Linked DNA regions of Pan troglodytes: region 2 is linked to region 1. Evidence: chromatin contacts called from public capture Hi-C data. All regions are on one chromosome and are shown on one strand. Each heading gives the region's core, a stretch centred on a gene start, on an enhancer-like site or on the middle of the called end of the contact. The rest is flanking DNA. Distances are from core to core; before and after follow the strand shown.

What was found. Capture Hi-C pulls out chosen DNA fragments and counts their contacts.
Region 2: a capture Hi-C map of stem cell-derived neural stem cells shows a contact between it and region 1, with 2.9 times the contacts expected there. The contact joins two enhancer-like sites. A contact is called at or near these places in 1 of 7 Hi-C or Micro-C datasets (stem cell-derived neural progenitor cells), 1 of 1 datasets of contacts at active chromatin or transcription factors (stem cell-derived excitatory neurons) and 1 of 1 other capture datasets (stem cell-derived neural stem cells).

The regions. Positions count from the first base shown.
Region 1 is chr1:186,329,161-186,331,860 of NHGRI_mPanTro3-v2.0_pri, forward strand. The region is part of intron 8 of RNF220 (ring finger protein 220); the gene reads right to left. LOC104007758 (a long non-coding RNA gene) reads left to right here. Exons shown (of 2, transcript XR_682045.4): 2 at 2,458-2,700. Among named protein-coding and RNA genes, the nearest start is that of ARMH1, 37 kb to the left of the region's middle. Within about 2 kb of position 1,386, at least 3 of the 24 cell types and tissues checked have an H3K27ac peak or open chromatin away from gene starts, as enhancers often do. A contact at or near this core is called in stem cell-derived neural stem cells, where this site is marked.
Region 2 is chr1:186,745,347-186,748,046 of NHGRI_mPanTro3-v2.0_pri, forward strand. ERI3 (ERI1 exoribonuclease family member 3) reads left to right here. Exons shown (of 8, transcript XM_024345228.2): 8 at 481-1,027. The coding sequence ends at 510. DMAP1 (DNA methyltransferase 1 associated protein 1) reads right to left here. Exons shown (of 11, transcript NM_001246459.1): 8 at 2,642-2,700; 9 at 2,243-2,315; 10 at 1,812-2,104; 11 at 1,448-1,562. The coding sequence ends at 1,503. Among named protein-coding and RNA genes, the nearest start is that of DMAP1, 7.4 kb to the right of the region's middle. Within about 2 kb of position 1,310, at least 5 of the 24 cell types and tissues checked have an H3K27ac peak or open chromatin away from gene starts, as enhancers often do. A contact at or near this core is called in stem cell-derived neural stem cells, where this site is marked.

The sequences.
Region 1 (2,700 bases), core at 136-2,635:
CTCCTAGGCAGCAAAAATTCCTTCCAACTTACTTTCTTGAAGTAATACCTATTTCCTTTAGTCTTTTCAAAAATCTGTTTCCAGTGGGACCTACCTCAGTGCTCACCTGCTCTGTCTGCTTTTTAATTTTGTCCTAAAATATCAATCCGAGTACTCCCAGGCCTGAGATATCTGGAGCTCCTCCTCAGTAACCACAGGTCCCCATCTCTAAGGCTTGTTGCCCTCAGCCAAGTGTCTCCACCGAAACTCTTGCCCGTTCACTGCTTCCCACAGCAGATTACATTTGAGGTAACCGATCTGATCCATCAGACCAACCTCCAGGGGCCTGGTGGGAAGCTTTGCTGAGGATGAAGAAGAGGCCCTAGTCTGGGAGGAGGGATGGGGGTGATCGGATACAGGAACTTATCTGCAATTCTTCACTTCTTTCATATCTAACAACGACAGCAATCTCTGTTCTGTCAGCACGCACAGCGCAGTTTAAATGGGCCTCGCCACTCGCCTGCTCATCCTGCCTCTGCCTCCTTCTCTCTGAAGTCGGCTGGGCAGCTTCTTCAGCTGGCGTTATCACTCCCTCTAACCGGTCTTGGCAGGCAATCTAATTCCTCCTGAAAAGGTCACCGCCATTTTAACTGCCTTTCAATCACATTAAGCACGCGCTGCCCGGCTTGCAGCCCGGCCCGCCCGGCGGGCGATCAATGCGCTGCACTGACACCAGCCCGCCTGGCGAGGCCACACCCAACCCCCCAAGAGTTAGGGCCTATCAGTCCTGGCCAGGGAGGGTAGGCTGACAGATGGCCAGCTTTTGCAGACAGGGTTTTGGGGGCAGAGGCAGTAGGGATCAGCCAGGGCCTCCCTTTGATAGCCCCCCCACTGAGGAGCCTCAGCCTCCTCCGCTCTACTGCGCCCCGCTCTCTGCCTCGTGGCCCCCGCTGATCTCGCTGTAAAACAGCCTTTCAAGTCTGCCTGTCTTTTGACTGCACTAAGCTGTTTAAGAGGCGGCAGCAGCTTCTATCAGGAAAGCTGGAGCAATTCTCTGCAGATAAAGGCACCTCCGGCCCCTGTTCCCTCTTCAAGTCTCACTCTCATTCTCGCTCTCCAAATCGCTCAAAGAAAAGCCCCCTTTGAACTCCCCTCAGGAATTCTTGAAAGGAACAACCTCACAGTGTAAACACTCAGGGAAAACGGATACCCGCCCGGGGCCTAAGAGCCCCTCACACTGCTCTGCAAGTGCATCCCGGCACAGGGGAAATACTCTTGTCAAATCAGCAGGCCCTTTGCAGCTTTATCCTCCATAAGCCCTGTCTGGTGCCCAGAAGCCATCAGGTCCAGGTCTGTGCCAAGGAACCTAAGAAGTTGCCACAGCAATGGAGGATGTGAGCAGTTGCAGCTGCCAACAGAGCTAACCAGAGCAGCACGTTGAAACTGACCCTGTGTGGCTGCCATCCGACACCCATGTGTCCAACTCATGGGACAGTCGTCAGCCCTGCTGCTCACTCTTCTAGGGCCTCAGATACTCGAAGGCTCCAGTACGGGATGAGTGAAATGGCAAACTAACACTCTCCAGCTCCGGCTCAGGGAGACTGTTTGATCTGACTAACCTTCCTGATTTATGTTTTGGCTTGCCCCCAAACACCTGGGTAATGTGAGAGACGCCCAGAGGCATAATGTCTCATCTGGGCTCTTAGCCCCTTCGTGGAACCAGTCTGCACTGGACGGCCCTGCAGAGACCACTCCTCAGCATCTGCCCAGGTAGCACGGCCCCACGGAGGCAGAGAACTTCTTCCCAGCTGCTGTGAGATTCCCCAGGGACCATACACAGCAGTATTCCCAAAAGTGTTGCCCAGAGAGAGAGGCAGACGGGAAGCAGATTGGCTCACTTAATGACCACAAGCTGCAGTACCAGCTGTGCTTGTGCACAGAAAGAGAGAAGAGCTGGAGGCCAAGAGGCAGACAGCTCCCCTTTTCCCCTGCCCAAGGCTGGGGAGTTTAACAAGTCACTAACCCTGGGCACCCAACCAATTCTGCTGTCTGACCTGGTGGGGGGTGTCAAGCCTTGCTCTTCCAAGGAGCTGGGAGGGCACTGGAGATGGGCAGGGCCCTGCACACTCCTTTGTAGCAACTGGGGAGAGCCCAAGGGAAGGAGGGAGCAGCTGGGCCCAGGCCCCTCTTGCTTCAGGGCAGAGGGCGCCCAGGGAGAAGGGATGGGATCAGAGCTAAAATTAGATTCACCAATGAAGCTCATGGGAGGTCAAATTTTGCCATAACTCACTCTCCTCTGTAACTGATTTCCCTGACATAGGGCTGAAGAGGAGGAGGAGGAAAATCCAATGTGTTTGCCTGGAAGCCCTCAGGGCCCCCAGTGCTGGAGGTGTACAGCAGGTTGCTGGATTCTCATTTATCAGCCTTAAGAGGGATGGAGTGATAAATGCATAACCGTCCCTTTAATATTTTATGCAGGTGCTAACGCGGCTTGGCTGTCACCTTCAATGCATCACCCGAAGCTGAGAGCCCCCCTTCGTCACTCCTAGCTTGCAGCCTCACAATTCCATTTCCCCACCCAAATACATCCATTTTAATATGCACATCACAGGCAGGCAGCACGGTCACAAAGGAGCCCCACCAGCAGCAGTCCCCACGTGGTGGAACGGATGGATGACCAGCCACCAGCCTCGGCCTCTTGGCTCCCAGCAGATGGATACC
Region 2 (2,700 bases), core at 60-2,559, 420 kb after region 1:
GTGCCGGCAAAGTCACCCTGGCCATGGGTGTGATGAATGGCCGCGCAGTAATGAAATGGAGACATCAAGGCGGGTGGCGGGAAGACAGAGTGTGGCGGACGGGCCGTCCCCACGCGGCAGCAACAAGAAGGATCGCCCAGCGGCCGGGGGCCGTCAAGGGAAAAATTACACATTTACTCTGCCTTTTTCTTACTGCGACGGCGCCCATACATCACCGCTGGGGCTGGGGCGGGACATGCCGGCCAATTTCCAGCATGAATTATGGAACTGAGAAGCATCGAGACCAGGCTTCCTGCCGGCCCAGCATCACCCAGACCAACCTGAAGCTAGGAATGCTGCCACCAGGGGATGGGACCACCCTCTCTAAAGCCTGTGGCTCCTGAATCTGACCCTGCTTCCCACCCCCACCCTTGTAAGAGCACCTGTGGGCATGGAGGGGAAGGATCTGGGGCTGATCTAAATGTCTTCTCTCCTTTTTAGACGACTGCAAGAACATTGCCAACATCATGAAGACACTCGCCTATCGAGGCTTCATCTTCAAGCAGACATCGAAGCCGTTCTGATTGGCCGAGGACAGGATGGGGCAGGACAGGGTAGCTGTTTGGCCCAGCCCAGAATCCTCCTCTCCCTCACCAGAGGGGAAGAGGGAGAGTGGCATAGCTCTGTGTCCAGAGTGTCCCCAGCTGCCCTGTGGGCTCATGCCCTTGGCGTGGGCTTGTGCCCTTGCAAGGGCTTGGCCACTTGGCCCTTCTGGAGCAGACACTTTGTGCCCCCCATCCCCACCCCTCAATCTCAGCCCAGTATCAGCCCCTCCCATTGCGGGCCTGGGCTAGGGGGACCCAGGCACTCACCGCCTCCTCCCTGGTACACAGGCTTCTGTGGGGCCACCAAGCCCCCCCTGTGCCCCCTCCCATCCATAGTGCATGGTGTGTGGTGCCCCCAGGGCTCCAGGACAGATCAGGCCCCACCTTGTGTCTACCCCCATCCCCGCTGTGAACGTGCCACTGAATAAAGTCGGGGAAACGAGGCACTGGGTGTGTGTGCAAAGCCATCTGTGTGTGTGAGGCTGCTGCTGCGCCAACGCTGTCAGGATGTGAAGGTAGGTAGAGCATGCTCCAGACTGCCTCTGTGCACAAAGCCATCCATGTGTGACTGGCCGTCACTGCAGCACCTGTGACACCCTCCCTCAATATGCACACATCTGTGTAAGCACGGCGACTATCAGTACAAGCTGTGTGCAAAGCCATCTTGAGTGTAAACCACAGGTGCTCTGAGGTGCAGGAATTTGGGTGAAACTGGTAGTGGTTAGTGGTCAGAGAGCTGCTAAGGGCCTGAACACAGGCAAACCTATCTGCCACCCTGTGGAGTGGCCGTGACAATCCCCTCCTTGCCCACCCTTCCCACTAGGGGCATCAGAAGTGAAGGAAAGGAAAAGGAAGCAGCCTGGTCCAACTCAGCAGCTCTATTTACATAACAGCGTCGCCCACACCCCGTGGGGCCTCTCACGGCTTCTTGGCTTTCTTCACGGAAGATGAGCTGGAGGCCGACTCCCGTCGCTTTCTCTGAGGATACACAGAAGGCATTGAGGTCAGTGACCCCCCAAGGCCTGAGTCAGGTTTAGTGCATGTGCTTCACAAGCTCAGGGACAAGGACGCCCACTGGTCAACCCACTCCTACCCTCAGTCTCAGACTCGCACAGAAGTGATGATCGTTCCTGCTGCAGGCACTAGAGGGAGAGGAGCCCCTACACCCATGTGCATGTGCTCACTCGCAGGGCCCAGGCGTGCCTCCCAGCCTGTCCAGACTCTTACCGAATTGGGCGTGAGGGGTGCGCCCACCACATCAATGATGGTGTCCTTGGGGTCAGGGCCAAGTCCGGGTTCAGTCACTGCCGGCTCAGCAGAGGCCGGGCCTGGGCCTGATGCTGGTGTGGCAGGGCCCCCTAGCACACCAGCCCGGGCCAGTGCCTCATGACGGTGCCGCAGCATCTGCAGCTCATACTCGCAGTTGGCACAGGCCTGCTTGAGCTCATAGAGCAGCACCAGGTCGCTTCGCAGCTCATTGAACATGTGCACCAGCTCCTCCGTAGGTGTCGGGCTCAGCTCTGCAGGCAGGCGGCAGGCAGCACGGGCAGAGCCCAGGTGTGGTAGAGGGCCAGCAATGTGAACTCCCCTCCCCCTGCCCAACCTATATCCACAGCCTCGGGTGGGTACACCCTATGGGGCCCAGTCCCCACACTCACCCACACCAAGCTCCAGCAGCATCTGTTCCAGGGCCTTGATCTTCTTCTGTCCCACAGAGCTTGGCAGCTTCATCTGCAATGAAAGCTGGCAAGCTAAGCCTGTCCCAGCCACAAGAGGCTTAGGATGAAGGGGACAAAAGGCAGAGGGAAAGACGGTGGAAGAGAGACGGTAACACATGGAGGTTAACTATGGGCCAGAAAAGGAAATAGCCAGGAAGCTGAATATAGTGAAAGCTGCTGTGACCTTAGCCTGGCCACATCACTGAGATCCTGCCAAGGCCACCTCTGTCTGCAGCAATCTCTCCTACTGCTCCATCCCCACCTGCCTGCAGCGTTTGGGACACGGAGCCCAGAGCAGAGCCCAGGACCCAAACTTGCTAAAGGAGGTGACTCACGTACCCGTTGGCTCCGCAGCGTGACACCTGCAGACTTGAAGTCTGGAAACTTGATGCCTGCAG